Regions from separate parts of the Mus musculus genome. Here region 1 is linked to region 2. The links are chromatin contacts, called in public HiChIP or PLAC-seq maps. All regions are on one chromosome and are shown on one strand. The core of a region is the stretch at or near the end of the contact, and the rest is flanking DNA. Distances in the headings are between cores, read along the strand shown. Region 1 overlaps Cacna1c (calcium channel, voltage-dependent, L type, alpha 1C subunit). Region 2 overlaps Cacna1c (calcium channel, voltage-dependent, L type, alpha 1C subunit).

Evidence for each region. HiChIP or PLAC-seq counts read pairs in DNA pulled down with a chosen protein or histone mark.
Region 1: a contact with region 2 is called in a CTCF HiChIP or PLAC-seq map of the NIH/3T3 cell line, with 9 read pairs. The contact joins two enhancer-like sites. A contact is called at or near these places in 1 of 39 promoter capture datasets (the 3T3-L1 cell line), 1 of 15 datasets of contacts at CTCF or cohesin (the NIH/3T3 cell line), 7 of 484 Hi-C or Micro-C datasets (the 3T3-L1 cell line, the HL-1 cell line, cerebellar granule neurons and 4 more) and 2 of 115 datasets of contacts at active chromatin or transcription factors (VIP interneurons and vascular smooth muscle cells).

Annotation. Positions count from the first base shown.
Region 1 is chr6:119,033,141-119,040,242 of GRCm38.p6, forward strand. The region is part of intron 3 of Cacna1c (calcium channel, voltage-dependent, L type, alpha 1C subunit); the gene reads right to left. Among named protein-coding and RNA genes, the nearest start is that of Gm50599, 22 kb to the left of the region's middle. Within about 2 kb of position 4,186, at least 61 of the 459 cell types and tissues checked have an H3K27ac peak or open chromatin away from gene starts, as enhancers often do. A contact at or near this core is called in the NIH/3T3 cell line and uterus, where this site is marked.
Region 2 is chr6:118,934,653-118,941,134 of GRCm38.p6, forward strand. All of the region lies in intron 3 of Cacna1c (calcium channel, voltage-dependent, L type, alpha 1C subunit), which reads right to left. Among named protein-coding and RNA genes, the nearest start is that of 4931430N09Rik, 58 kb to the left of the region's middle. Within about 2 kb of position 1,314, at least 35 of the 459 cell types and tissues checked have an H3K27ac peak or open chromatin away from gene starts, as enhancers often do. A contact at or near this core is called in the NIH/3T3 cell line and uterus, where this site is marked.

The DNA.
Region 1 (7,102 bases), core at 2,936-5,435, 100 kb after region 2:
CATCTCTGCACTGAGAGGCAAAGTCTTACTGTTTTCTTAACTTAAAAAAAACTTCAACATGGGATGTTAGGAGCCAGGGAGAAGAGGAGGAGTCAGAACAAGACAAGCACCAAGGTCTGCTGAGAATGTGATTAACCTGGAGCGAGGCAGGTTGCAGGGAACATCGCTGCCACCACCCTTAAGTTTTTCTCAGACATTATTTAAATTACAGTGCTAGGTGGTGAACCCAGGCCTCCCAGATGCCAGTAAATGCTCCACCACTGAGCTACCTATGTCTCAATGTCCTGCCAAGCACATTCCAGCTAACTTATTCAAGACCTATGCCTGTGCGCCACATCTCCCATAATGTAAGTTAAAAGTGAAGTGGCAGGTGGCATTTTGACACGAGGCCACTGTGTCTGACCGTGAAGGAGTTTCTCCCACTCCTGCTCATCACAGAACCCTGGTTCCTTCTGACTAGCAAGCCATTCATCCACCTCCACTCACAAATGGGCTGCATGACTCCTGCACTATGTAGTCCTGGCGTAGCACATCCAAAAAGACAGAAGGCACAGTGGAGTCTGAAGAAGACAGGAGCGAGGGCTTAGTGGGCACCACAGGGTTCTGTTTTACAAGACGCACAGTTCAGAGATGGGATTTGGTAACAGTTATACAACACTTTATATACATTGAAAACCATTAAATACATACCCCCAAATGGTTAAAACAGCAAGCCTTACCACATGTATATTTTAGTACAATAGCAAAAAAGTGGCTTCCATCCTTAAATGAAGAGTTACATAAGAACAATGTCACTGTGAAACTCTGTCACTGCTCTCAAAGAAGGCCAGGTCAGGCAAGTTACAGTGGCTCTTTGAGCAACTTCGGATTCAAGAATTAAAGGGCTAAATCACCCAGTGCATTGACTCTTAGACACTAAAGCTGATGATTGGAGTTGGTCATCTCTGAGACCTTCTCCTAATCCCATAGTCTGCTAATCTTAAGACCCTAGCTGCACACTGATAGACAGCTTGCTGCCCAACACCGGTTAGTTGATGCTTTTTCCAAAACAAATTTCACAGACTCTGTTCCCACTTTGATGTTTTCATCACCGCCTGCAGTCTCCAAGAAAATCAAGTCATAAAATTACCTAATACAAAAGTCCCCTGGACACCCATATCAGTAGTCTCTACTTATATTTCCTAGGGGCACACAAACAAGCCCAGCATATGAGATGGAAGCCAAAAAAGAGGGCTTCTTAGAGAAAGGATGCTCCCCTTCTTTAGTCCAATTTCCTGTTTTCCATGTCTCTTGGATTCACCATTAAATCTAATTGCTATCTTGTTTTATTATTCCAAAGTAAAAGCTCCTAATAAATTATGTATAACTTAAATCATAAGTTGAGCTACTGCTGATGGAGACCAAAATGATTGGTCTTACACAGGAGACACACACAAAACCTCTCCATTCATGGTCAGTGTCCCAGGTCCCTTCCATGTTGTTGCTCTGTATCTCTGGGTGCCCCTTTAATTTACATCATCTGACACAGCACATCTTGTGACTGCATTCATGCAAGGAAGAAAGAAAAGGGTCCATGGCTTCCCTACAGAGGTATAGCCAGGAAGCTAAACATATTACTCCTAATGATATGCCCCCAGGTAGATCTTGGTTATACAAGAGCAGTCAATGCCAAGAGAGGATAAGAGCTGAAACAGTCTATTCTAGACAATCTTGTGCTCACTGGAAACACCACTACTGTGGAAGATTATAGGAGACTCTTAATAAGCAGTCTGCTGTTTAGCATGAGCGACTCCACCATAACATATGTGTCTTAGCAGAGATCATGGGCACATGATTCTCTAGGGAGCTATATAGCTGATGTTATTTTCAGACATCACCACAGTTAGCAAGGAAAGGCTAAGTCCTTCTCCACATGCAACAGGGTACTGAGTTCAGATAGGTTCAAGACTATGCAGGAAGGGTCAGTGTAAGTCTCTCATGTGTTGCCAAATCCCTGCTGCCTTCACATTTTGGTGATAACCCTGGGCAGCACATGTTAGGCTAGCTGACAGATAACAAGCCATTGAAATGCATCTCTGTCCAAACTTTGGCCCATACCCTCAACAGCAAGGCAAAAAATCACTGATGACTGGGTGGGTGCCAAGGGCCTGAGGGCAGTATGCCTTCTTGTACGATGTATGCTTTCTTTGTTTTGGTGACACTCGCCTCTATTTTCAGAGGGTTTACTTGCCATGTATTTAGGCTAGAAGGAGATAAGCTTAAAGCTCTCCCACAGAGTCCTGATGTCTTCTCTACTGTCTCACAAAGACAAAGCGCAAATCTCCCTTCTTCATCACTACAAAGCCAATTCTGCAAACTTGGCTCTCCACCCAATGATACGACTCATTCTATGACAAGTGTTTGTTCTCCGTCTGAGACATACCCAGCTTCCCGGCCAGGTCCCTTGGTCTGGCTACTGCCAGGGATGTGACAGGAACCTAGAGTCCAAAGCCAGCGAGTCTTTTATGCAGAGTTGCTCCTGGAAGAGGGAAGTCTATTTTGGGGTTCTGCTACTCAAAGCCTGTGCAAATGTCTCAAAAGCGATGAATGATGGGAGGAAAGGCCCTTGATCTTGCAAAGATCATATGCCCCAATACAGGGGAATGCCAGGGCCAGGAAGCAGGAGTGGGTGGGTTGGGGAGATGGGCGGGGGGTGGGGGGGGTAATAGGGGAACTTGGGGATAACATTTGAAATGTAAATGAAGAAAATATCTAATAAAAAATGAAGGAAAAAAAAGAGTGATTAATGTAGCTTTCACTTCCAAAAAAAAAAAAAAACCAAAACAAAACTGGTGGTCAGAAATCCCAAACTCCATTTTCTAGCTCCCACCAGCCGGTCAGCCAGGAATGTGTACAAAGTACACAGGTTGTAGTAAACATGGCTTAGGTTTATCTGGACTTGAACAAAATATAACTTAGCCTCAGTTTCCTCATCCTGTAAAACAGGAAACTAACTTGGATTGTTATGATTTTTCTTAGCTTGAGCCACCCATGAATGTTGCTTCCTGCCACAGAGGAGACTGGCTATGAGCAGCAAAGCCCACACTACCAGCAGAGTTTGCCGTGAGTGAAGCACAAGATCTAAGAGAACTCGAAATCTTTTGAGTTTTTAATCCTCCTCCATATCTGTCCAAAAAAATGGCATAGTGAAGGCAGCCAGAGGAACCAATCAACACAAAGAAAAGATACAGGATACAAGAAGGCATGCTACCTCGGGCCCTTGGCACCTGCCCAGAGGTAACAGTCACCACTGAGTTTTACACACCGTCTTCCCAAGAGGTTTACCCAAGTGTTCCACTCTTCAGGGCACACTATGCAAATACTAAGAGATTGACAGAGCAGGAAACAAGATGGAAAGAGAATTGCCATCTTTATGCCTAAAAGAAGAAAATGAAAGCTTAAGGTCTTGATATCACTGTTGGGAGTGGGGGTTGTGTGTGTGTGTGTGTGTGTGTGTGTGTGTGTGTGTGTGTGTGTGTGTGTGTGTGTGTGTGTGTTGAGACAGACAGTGTAGAACCTTGGCTGGCCTGAAGCTTACTATGTAGCTCAGGTTAGCCTCAAATTCACAGAGGCCTGCCTGTCTCTGCCTCACAAGTGCCAGATTAAAGATCTGTGCCAACCACTTAAACAAACATCTACTCCAACTCAGACCCCAGAGTTTTCCCCAAAGCTTTCCCCCTATCAAGCTTTAGAGAGAATAAAATTGGCTTTGTCTAAGTCTTCTAAGGAGAGAGATCAATTGATGCTTCCGCTTAGTACTCCAGCCTACCTTGCCCTACCTTAATCTGCAAGCTTCCATTCTACCCAAACCCCCTCCTTACAAACATGGAAAGTTCCCAGGCTGGGAACTTCCAGCTCCTTTCTGAGGGCTGTGACACTGTCCCCCACTCCTCCACCCCCAGAGTCCATGAACACATGACCGATCTGTGGCCTGGGCTTCTTGCAGGACCTCTGACTGCTTCTTACATAGTCTGTGTTCTTACTTATGTCACTGGGTCACATCTGGGTCCTCATCTTGCTTCCTGCTGGCTGCCTTGCCCTCACTCAGAAAGCTAACTTCATTTCAAGCCCTGCCCACTGTCCACATTCTTGAGCCTCTGGCTTGCTGACATTCCATTCAGCAGCCTCTGGCTCCTTGGCAGCCCTGCTTTGGGGTTTGCACTAGCCTGGGCACACGCCTAAGAAGAACTGCCCTCTCCAGTTAGGACTGGCTTTCTTCTAGCCAGGCCCCATTCCCTGCCCCAAGCTGAAGGAAACTCTCCTCCCATATGGTCCAGGTACCATCTCTTCTCAAAGACAGTCCTAATATAAAACATTCTGACGAAGTCGTTCATAAAGCACTTGGGAAAACTAACATTCGGTGTTCTCTGTCACCATAACAAACATAGAAGATAACTAAGATACAAAAGACAGAGGGTTCACTTCAGCTCGTAATTTTTGGAGGTTCCAACCCATGGTGTGTTAGCCCCATGACTCTGGGATGTGGTCAGGAGCATGTCATAGTGTTAAGTATATAGACGAACGAAACACATCAAAAGGGGGCTGTGCCTCGGGCTCACCGTCCCCCTCAAGGGCACACTCACAGTAACTACATGATGTCCCACTGAGCCGTATTTCTTATAGGTCTCAATACTTTCCCAAAGGGCCATCCTGGGACCATGCCTTTAACATGTGTCATTACGGAGCATTTAAGGTCAAGGCTATGGCCCTGTGAAACCTGAAAAGGCAGAAACCCGCTGTATCAACTGACAACTCCTACAGCCAGGATCTTCCTAGACTCCAGCTTCCCGAAACACTATAAATAGAAATGTCTTGAAATCAAAAGTAAATGGGTCTTGGGCTTTTTAAGTGAGTCCAGAAGGGACCATGACATTTCCCATGATATCTTGCCAAGTCGTTCTCATTCCTTTGGCTGTGAGCCTGGGAGAGATGAATACTCTGCCTGATTCTTCCCTGGTCTGAACATGTGCATCAGTGTGCACTGCGACAGGGTCGAGAGAATAAGGCACAAAATCTCCAGGCAGTTTAGCTCTCCTTTCTCCCTCAATCTCAGACATCCGAGCACACTGTGCAAGTCCTAGACGAAGCAAGCTGAACAGGTGTCTAAGGAATCACACATTTCTTCTCCAAATGTCGCCTTGTATGGCTTCTGCTGCTGCTCAAGTGACCTCCAGCCAAAAGAACCACACCTGCCCAAATCTAAACATCACTTCCCAAGTCAATGCATATAATCCCAAGAGACTCTGATTCTGTGTATCAACACAAGGCAAAAAAGAGGAAGGATAGGTAGAAGGAGGAGGAAGAAGAGTAAGAAAAAAACAAGGCTGATCCAGACAGGATGCAAAGCAAGGGTCCCCAGAAAGCCACCTTGAGTGGTGCACAGGGCCAGAAGACAGAGGTACGATCCACAGCTCACCCTGTTCATACTCCTTCTTGCAGTCACGGACACCAAAACACACATACATATTCCTCAAACCCTTTTTACTCCATTATCAGGGGTAGACATGGAAGCAGAAGGCTCCATACCCTGCGAAGAATAAGCCCCATGTGATTTGAATAGCAGAATTTTGGTTCAATTCTTGGTGCCTCCAACTCCAAGATGTGTGGTCCTAGCAACCTCCTAGGGAAGCCACTTTGCCTCTGAATTGATTCTTTGATGTATTGATTCCTCACTGATGAATGAGGACTGAAAACATCTCAGATGCAAACTTGTTACTGGGATTAAAGATTACAAAATTAGAAATGGAAAGGTTTCTGGCAAATACTTTACCTGATATATGTCTAACTAATGGTAATTGGGGGCTAAAGAGAAGATGTGACACAGGGCACCTAAGACTATAATGTACTCCTCAGAATCAGGAGCCTGGGCTGGCAGGGGGAGGGGGGCTTAGCAAAATACACAAAATGTTAATGTGCAGTTGTTGAGCAGTGGCTGGAAGACAAGTTCTGATTTTTTTTTTTTTAGTGTATGGCATGACTCTTAATATCACTGTGTCTTTATGGCAGGTCTTTGCAAAGCTGTATTGTAATATGATATATGCTGGCAACACCTCCATGATGACCTGCCAGGCTCGGGTCACAAAGATTTGTGCAGATTTGCTGCAGATCCATGCATGTGGGCCTTTCTCTGCCCTCATACATGACCTTTCAATGGCTTCCTTATTTGCAGGAGTCCATGTGTATTATAAAGATATGTGTGCAAGCATGTGTATCTGTCAGCCTGTCTGGGCATAATTGTCTGTACATGCATGTAAGCATACAAACAATAACACAGCCCCAGAAGTTGCATGAATTCCCCATCCTTGGCATCGTTCCCGATTCTTCCCAGATGGACCCAGGCAGGCTGTTTTCCAGTGCTGTTTTGCACACTCGTGGTGCCGATTCCATGATCAGTGATAAAGAACACGAAAAGCACCCACTAGGGAGTAACTCTTCTAAATGATTCACCTGGAAGGAAACCTTCTGCCTATTTAATTACCAAAGCTCAGCCCATGTGAAGTTGGAAATGGCAGGAAGTGATCTCCTTTAACTGTGTCGGGGTACTTCCTCTCAGTGCCTATTACACATTCTTATCCTAGGACACACACTTTCTCTTCTGCCTCCCATCCCCATTTCTCCAGTGACATCTGAGATTCTCCCTTCTGACCACCGTTCGGTCTAAGTTGGTGGAGAATAACCTGTTTCATGCTATAAAATGGTTTGACATGCCCTTGGGAAGTATTTAGTAAATGAGTGTTTTGGTAATGTCCAGTGCCAAATCAAGCCAAGAGCCTGCTTTGCTGGAATTGGCATTCTGCTGCTTAAAGCTGTTGTCAATAATCCTTCCATTGTATTGAGGTCACACAGGAGCAGGCGAGCTGGCTCTCTGGTACCTGGCCTGGCTCACAGGGCAGGACGGCACGCAGGGCAGGACGACAGCACATGGGATAGGATTTACATCCACTTTCCTCTCCTCTCCTGCAGTGGGGCAGTGTTCTGTCTCCAACCCCTCCTCTCTGGTCAGCTTGGCTCCCCCACGTTAGTTGGATCCTTTTGAAGTCTCTAAACACTAAAGAAGCAGGCC
Region 2 (6,482 bases), core at 64-2,563:
CCCCTGCTCCCACAGTCCTCAGCCTCGGGTCCTTCAGGACTATGACTTCCTGTATAAAGCCCTTCATCAGCCTTGAGTGTTCCTCCCTCATTTCCTCACGGTCTCTCCTATTCTCTCACCAGAGACTCAGGTCATGTGACAAGACCGCCAGCTGTGCCAATAAGCCAGCCTGAGGGCTTTCAAGGAGGTCACAGGCCCTGAGATCTCTGAGCACCGCAGAAGCTGATGGAGGGGGGGGAGAGGGGGTTAAGGTCCCTCACAATAGCGGGCAGTAAGTGGCTCTGTCTCTGCCCTCAGAAGGCTGTGGTCTCAGAGAACTAATGCCATGAAGACTTTTCTGAGGCCCGGATGATTTGTTCAGTATGTTTTGCAAGCACACAGGGAAAGCCTGAAAACAGAATAATTTGGAAGTGGGGAGCACTCCATCTCAGGATGCACTTTCTAGAGGGGTTTAGATTAAATCAACACAATCTTGCCAGCCTAGCACGCACTTGCCTCTTTTCCCCTCCTTGGTCTGTGGTCTATCAACATTGGTGTGGTCCCTCGATACTCTGGATTCTGTTTGAGCAATGAGAAGCTATACTGAACATGACACGCACTAATTTGGTGTTAAGTTCTGAACAACAACCAAAGTTTTCACCTTATGGTCCCTCCTTCTTATCCTGTTCTCATAAAATACCAGAAGCATGGTTTTCTGTCCTTGTGCCTTTGGACCTTGGGATGGTAATGATGTCCGTGCAAAATGGCACCTCCTGTCGTCTTTGCTTTCTTTATTCTCTGCAAAGATGCCCTTTGATTCCTCAGCTGCATAGATAATGCATCTTCTTGTGACACCAATTGGACACTAGATGCAGATGTTCAGTATGACGTTTAGCTAGGAGTCTAGGTAGGGAAGTACCGGGTGACTGACCATCTCCTAAAAAGACACCACATCTCAAAATATCTGCCCAACATCCTCTGTCCTAGAGGGCTGAGTGTGTTTCCAGATCCAGAAACCAGGCACTCAGAACTGCTCTCCCCGCAGTCAAAGCCAGGGACTTCACTGGCACGGGGCCACCAGCAGCCTACTGACTCCTAAGGTTCCCATGTGGATGGTAGCATGGGGCAGAGCTAGTCTAGCTGATTTGTTTCAGCCAGTCTGTACATGACATCCTGATCCCCACTGTTCCCTCCCTGATTTTTGGATTCACCCTCCACAGAATGTGTTTCTTGTATTGAAGTCATTTTTCTCATTGTTCACCCTTCCCTGTGTAGAGGTGGAGGCATTTTGCAACTGTTGGTGTTTCGATAAAGCCTAAGTGATTAGTCATATATCTATCGCCCTTGCTCAACACAGGAGCTTTCAGCACATGCCACCAGGACAGCCAAGAGAAGGCTAGGGCTGGAACACCTAGACCATTTATTTACAGGACCCTCAGATCTGCCTAGCTGAAGTTTGGCCAGAATACTCAGCACGAATGTGCAGTGTAAGATTGAGTGGGACAGCAAGGACCATTCCGTTCTTTCCCTTGCCTCTTCCGGAACTAAATCATCTTTAGCAGATGGTGTTTCTATCCACAATCTCCCTGGGAAACCTCCTCACTGCCTAGCAACCTCCAGCCCTGGAAGTCCTCACTGCAGCCTTCCCTAGCTGCCCACAACTCTACTGGCCCACTACCCAGGACACTCACAGGAAGAGAGGCCATGGTGGAACCCTCCCAAGACAACAGACTCCATGAGTGTTCCCTTGATAATCCCCCTTCAAACACAAGGTCTCCTACATTCCCCAGACTGCCCAGGGGCATCTTCTATGCAGCCACTCAAAGTGTAGGATAGGAAGCCACACATCCTCTGGAACCAAGGCTGCTGGGGCCACCTATGAGAGGATCAGCATCAATCAAGAGCTCTGAGCTTTGATCCTAGGAATATGAACCCTGCCAGAACCCCAGGCTTCTCAGCCTGCTTTTGGCTCTGCCTCTGTTCACCCCAGCCATATCCTTGAAAGCTGACTCTTCAGAGGAAGCAAGTCAACCCCTTCCCAGCATCTCCCTCTCCAGAAACCATATGATTGAGAAATTTTGGAGCATATCAAGGTTCAGTGACAGAGGAAAACAAACGGGTCCTTAGAAAACACATACGCTGTTCAAAAATGGAGGCCCATATCGTTACCATTCCAGCAGAGACCCAAAGATCCTAAAAACCTGCTCCTTTTTACCCATCAATGATGTGAGAGGGCACAAACCTCCTATCTTTAAAAAACCCTCTCATCACTTTACATGCAATAAACCTGAACCGTGTCAGATATATGGCAGTGATCTGAGACCAAAGGAATAGTCTGCCAGAGAAGCAGGGCAGCCATAGGATGAGATTTCCTCCTGGTCACAAAGTAGGCAGTGCTCTTAAACAAGTCACACTGCAAGAATCCCAAAGTTAGAGACATTCTCGCCCCCTTCTCCTTCCTCCCTCTCCTACTCCTCCTCCTCAGTGGGAGAGGGAAAACGGGCTCCAAGCATTCTCTACAGACCCTGGACAAAAGAGTTCCAGGACAATGGGTGTCCCCTTTTATGGTTTAGTTTCTTCCCCTGGACTTAGCCTCAAGCCCAGACCAGAGCTAAACATTCATTCTGGTTCCTTCCCCCAACCCCCAGACTAAGTCTCAGTTTCTCATCTGTACAATGGGCAATGCAATGCTGTCTGTGGGCTGTGTTGAAGGAGTTACACTATTCAACTTATGGGTTTATTGAGACAGCAAGTATCAGCCCTGCCAAGGATAGGGATCAGATATACAGGTTGAGCATCTGTAATACAAACTCTGGAGACCTGAGATGGCCCAAAAGCCAAAAGGGTTTTGAGAACCACCATGAGGCCACAAGCAGAAAGTTCCATTTCTGAACTCTAGCTGGTCACAGATACACTACAGGTGCACTAAAATGACTGCAAGCTTCTTCAGCTCTGTGCTTTTACATGTGTGCATCACACACACACACACACACACACACGACACCTTACCATGCCTATGTAAGTAGTCAGAAGCCCAGATTGGTTTGGACACATGCAACCTGCACCTAATGTGCTTGCTGTGGGAGTGAACAGACGGGAGGAAACTCAGCCAAACCCACAGGCCACTTCTACCATAATTCCCTGTAAGTACCCACAGCCAGGGGACAGGCCGGGCTTCAGAGCATGGCGAGAGACAATGCCCACTGGAAGTCCCCCTCTTGTAGAGATACGATACAAAGCAAAAGAAGACAAAAAAATCCTACAAAGCCACACAGCACTGAAGATTCTCCTTCACTCCCCAGAGGCTTCAAGAGGAAAAGAGCTCAGCCCACAGACCTAATAAGAATTTGAAACTCATAGACGCTCTTGTCATTACTGGGTCTTAGGAACTGGCCCCATTAGTTTTTATCCCTCAGCACACAGATGCACAAAGAGAAGCTAAGAATGAGAAGTTCATAGCTCACGTGTCACAGCCTGCAGGGACAGAGGGACCCAGGTCCCTCCGATTCCAAGCCCCTGCCCTTCCCCAGCCTCCCCCTCCATCTCAGGTCTCTTAACACATTAACTCCGCGTTTTGCTAAGGGCTTCACAGTGTCTTACTGGGTGTTTGTGATGTTCACTGAAGTGGGAAGATCTTGTTTTTAATCTTCTGCCTCATAGAAAGCCAGGCCCAAGGTTTCTCACTCAGCACAACAGAGCCAAGTCTATTTTCACTCCCAGACCACGACAGCCCCTGCTTCTGTCTGACCCCAATATGTCTTCCACAAAGGGGGAAGGGACATAAAAACCACATCCAACTCTGGCAAGCATGGACCTCAAACACCAAGCCCCACGTAGCAAGTGTGTCTGGAGGACTATTGGAATAGTGGAGAAGGCAGAGGGGGTAAGAGCAGGTGTCAAAGGTTGGAGTGTGCCCAAGGGCTCCATGCCCCTGGATCAATAACCTAGTTTAATTACTCCGGACCCCTGCCAGTTGCTAATGCTCCAACCCAGGTTTTGTACGGGATAATGAGACCATATGGTCACGCAACGAGCAGCTCAATGCCATCTCCAAAAAGCACGCCTAAGAGACTCATTCTAAAGACAGAAGGGGAAAGCGAGGCCGGCTGCACTGGGGAAAGGAGGCTCCGAGCCTCTGATGGCACGTCCATTGTGCCCGCCTTCCTGTCCATTTCTCCCAGCAGCCTCTGCTCTAGAGCTCTTTGGTAGCAGATCTGGAAAACTGTTATTCTGTCCACGAAGCCCAGGGATGAGGCATTTAACTCCTCACACTGCCAGATGTAGTGTGGGAGTTCTGATGCCATCACTGCACGGAGCAGGGTACAGAGAGAGGGCAGACAGCAAGTGAAACAGTACAGGGTCTTGTAGAAATTCACAGGGAAGCAAAGAGCCTCCAAGAAGCACACCATGACCAAGCCCATCCACATCTCCCCTTGGGGAGTAGATAGGGCTTGGTTGGTGGTGATAGTGAGGGGAACCATGGGTAGTTCAGAAAAACAAAACAAAACAAAACAAAATAAAAGGCAGAGCCCACAGAGCCCAACCCAGACCTCTCTCCTCACTTCTGGCTTCAATCCACTGCCCCTAGGCTGTACCGTGGCATCTCTGGATGAGACAAGACTACATTGAAGCTGCTGCACTATCTGCAAAGGAGTCCCCAAGGAGACCTGCTGCCCAGCTACCACAGAATGGAGGAGGCTTGATTACCTGAGAAGGGACAGGTGTGGGAGGAAACACGAGCAGGGTACAGGACTCTCTAGTCCTTGCTAACATTCCACCTCCCCCACTACTTAGTGAGGAATAAGCAGGGAGAACAAGATGCAGACAGGGGTGGGGCACTTTTCTTCCTTCATGTAGAAGGATGCTCCAAGCACCTATGGATTCAGAGATACCCAGACCTGAGCTTTATGCCTGAAACAGGAATGGGCCAAGTGCTCCAAATTGCTGTCTCCCAGGTCTGTAATCAAAAAGCTGTTGGTTACGAGCCAAGAGTGGAGCTCTTCACCAAGAGAGCTAGACAGTGGTGGTCATTAGCCGTCCCATCCTCAGATCTGTACAGGTCAGTATGACCCTACCTCCATCACATCGATCAAGGCCTCATGCCACGATGCCAGCAGAGATAGCAATATCCAGCCTCCCTCATCGGCCTGGAATTCCCTGCTGTTGTTGCCTAATTCTCCAGGTCACTTGCGGGCAAGAATGACCTCAGCTTCACAGGAAGGCCCCCGAAGGCCAACTTTTAAGGAGAAATCCAGAAGCTAAAGACACAGTCTAGAAAGAGCAGCTCGGACTACTGGCAGAAAAAGAGGGGGATTTGCAAACAATGGATTGGCATGGGGTTGGGCATGCCAGAGGAAGCAACTTGGAGCCCCGCTGAGGTGGGTGTGGAAGAGGACAACGTCAGGCTTGGCACAGAGCTAACCACCCACACTGAGTGTACAAGGACCAGCGCAGCCAAAGATACTTCCTAAGGCATACTGTTGAAAGTGCCGTGTTCATACACCAGGTGGTAAACTGTCAAGGGGCGAAATGACCTCAGGCCTGCCATTCCTCCCAACCTGGCTCTAGAAGCAGAGAGTTCAAGTGGAGGAGATCCAGGGTGAGCTGAGAGGAAATATGAGTATGTCGGTACTTGGTAAGCCAGGGCTCTCAGCCTGGAACAGTCGCAAGGGTCCCATGACTTTCCTTACATCTTTGACGCTTCTAAGTGAGCAAGTTACACCATCTCACAGTACAGAAAGAAGAGAGGGTCAGGCAGAATGCTGTCTGTGGTCCTGGTTAGTTGAGAGTTCAAGGCCAGCCTGGTCTACCTAGTAAGTTCCAGACTAGTCACGGCTGCATAGTAAAACTTGTCACAAAGAAACAAAAACAGAAACCTCCCAGAGATCCTTCTGCCTGTGTTCCCCAGAGCTTTAGGGCTAAAGGCATGTGCCACCACACCCGGACCAGCCCGAGATCTTTGATCCTACCATCATTGGAAGCATACTATTCTTTAAGACATAACCATACTGTGACCCCTCTTTGCTCAAAGCCACAAGAGCTCCGCGTTTCACCAGGAGAGAAAGCCATATACAGCCCAATGACACCTATGAGGCCTTAAGCGTTGTTGTTGTTGTTTTTTTTTTTTTTCTCTCCTCCATTGCTCATTGTCCTCATTTTACCTCAAAGGACTCTGGCCACACCTGCCTCCTCTCTGTTCCCCACATTCTCTTGGCACCTGCTGTTTCCTCAGCCCTTGAATGTCCTTTCCCGGATGTGTCCAGAATGTATTGAATCACCCTGGGTCTGTCTTTGATCCAATATCATCTGCTCAAATGGACTTTCACTGCGTCTTCTATTTGAAACCGTGGCCTCATCTTGAATCATCTACAGCCTTCCTTCCATTTACTCCCCCTCTGCAGCTAACACTACATATCCACTCTTCCCCCCCCCCCCCCGCCGCCCTCCTTTATTTTCTTCCAGGAAAGCACAAGCTCCCAGTGGGCAAAATTTCTTGTTAGATT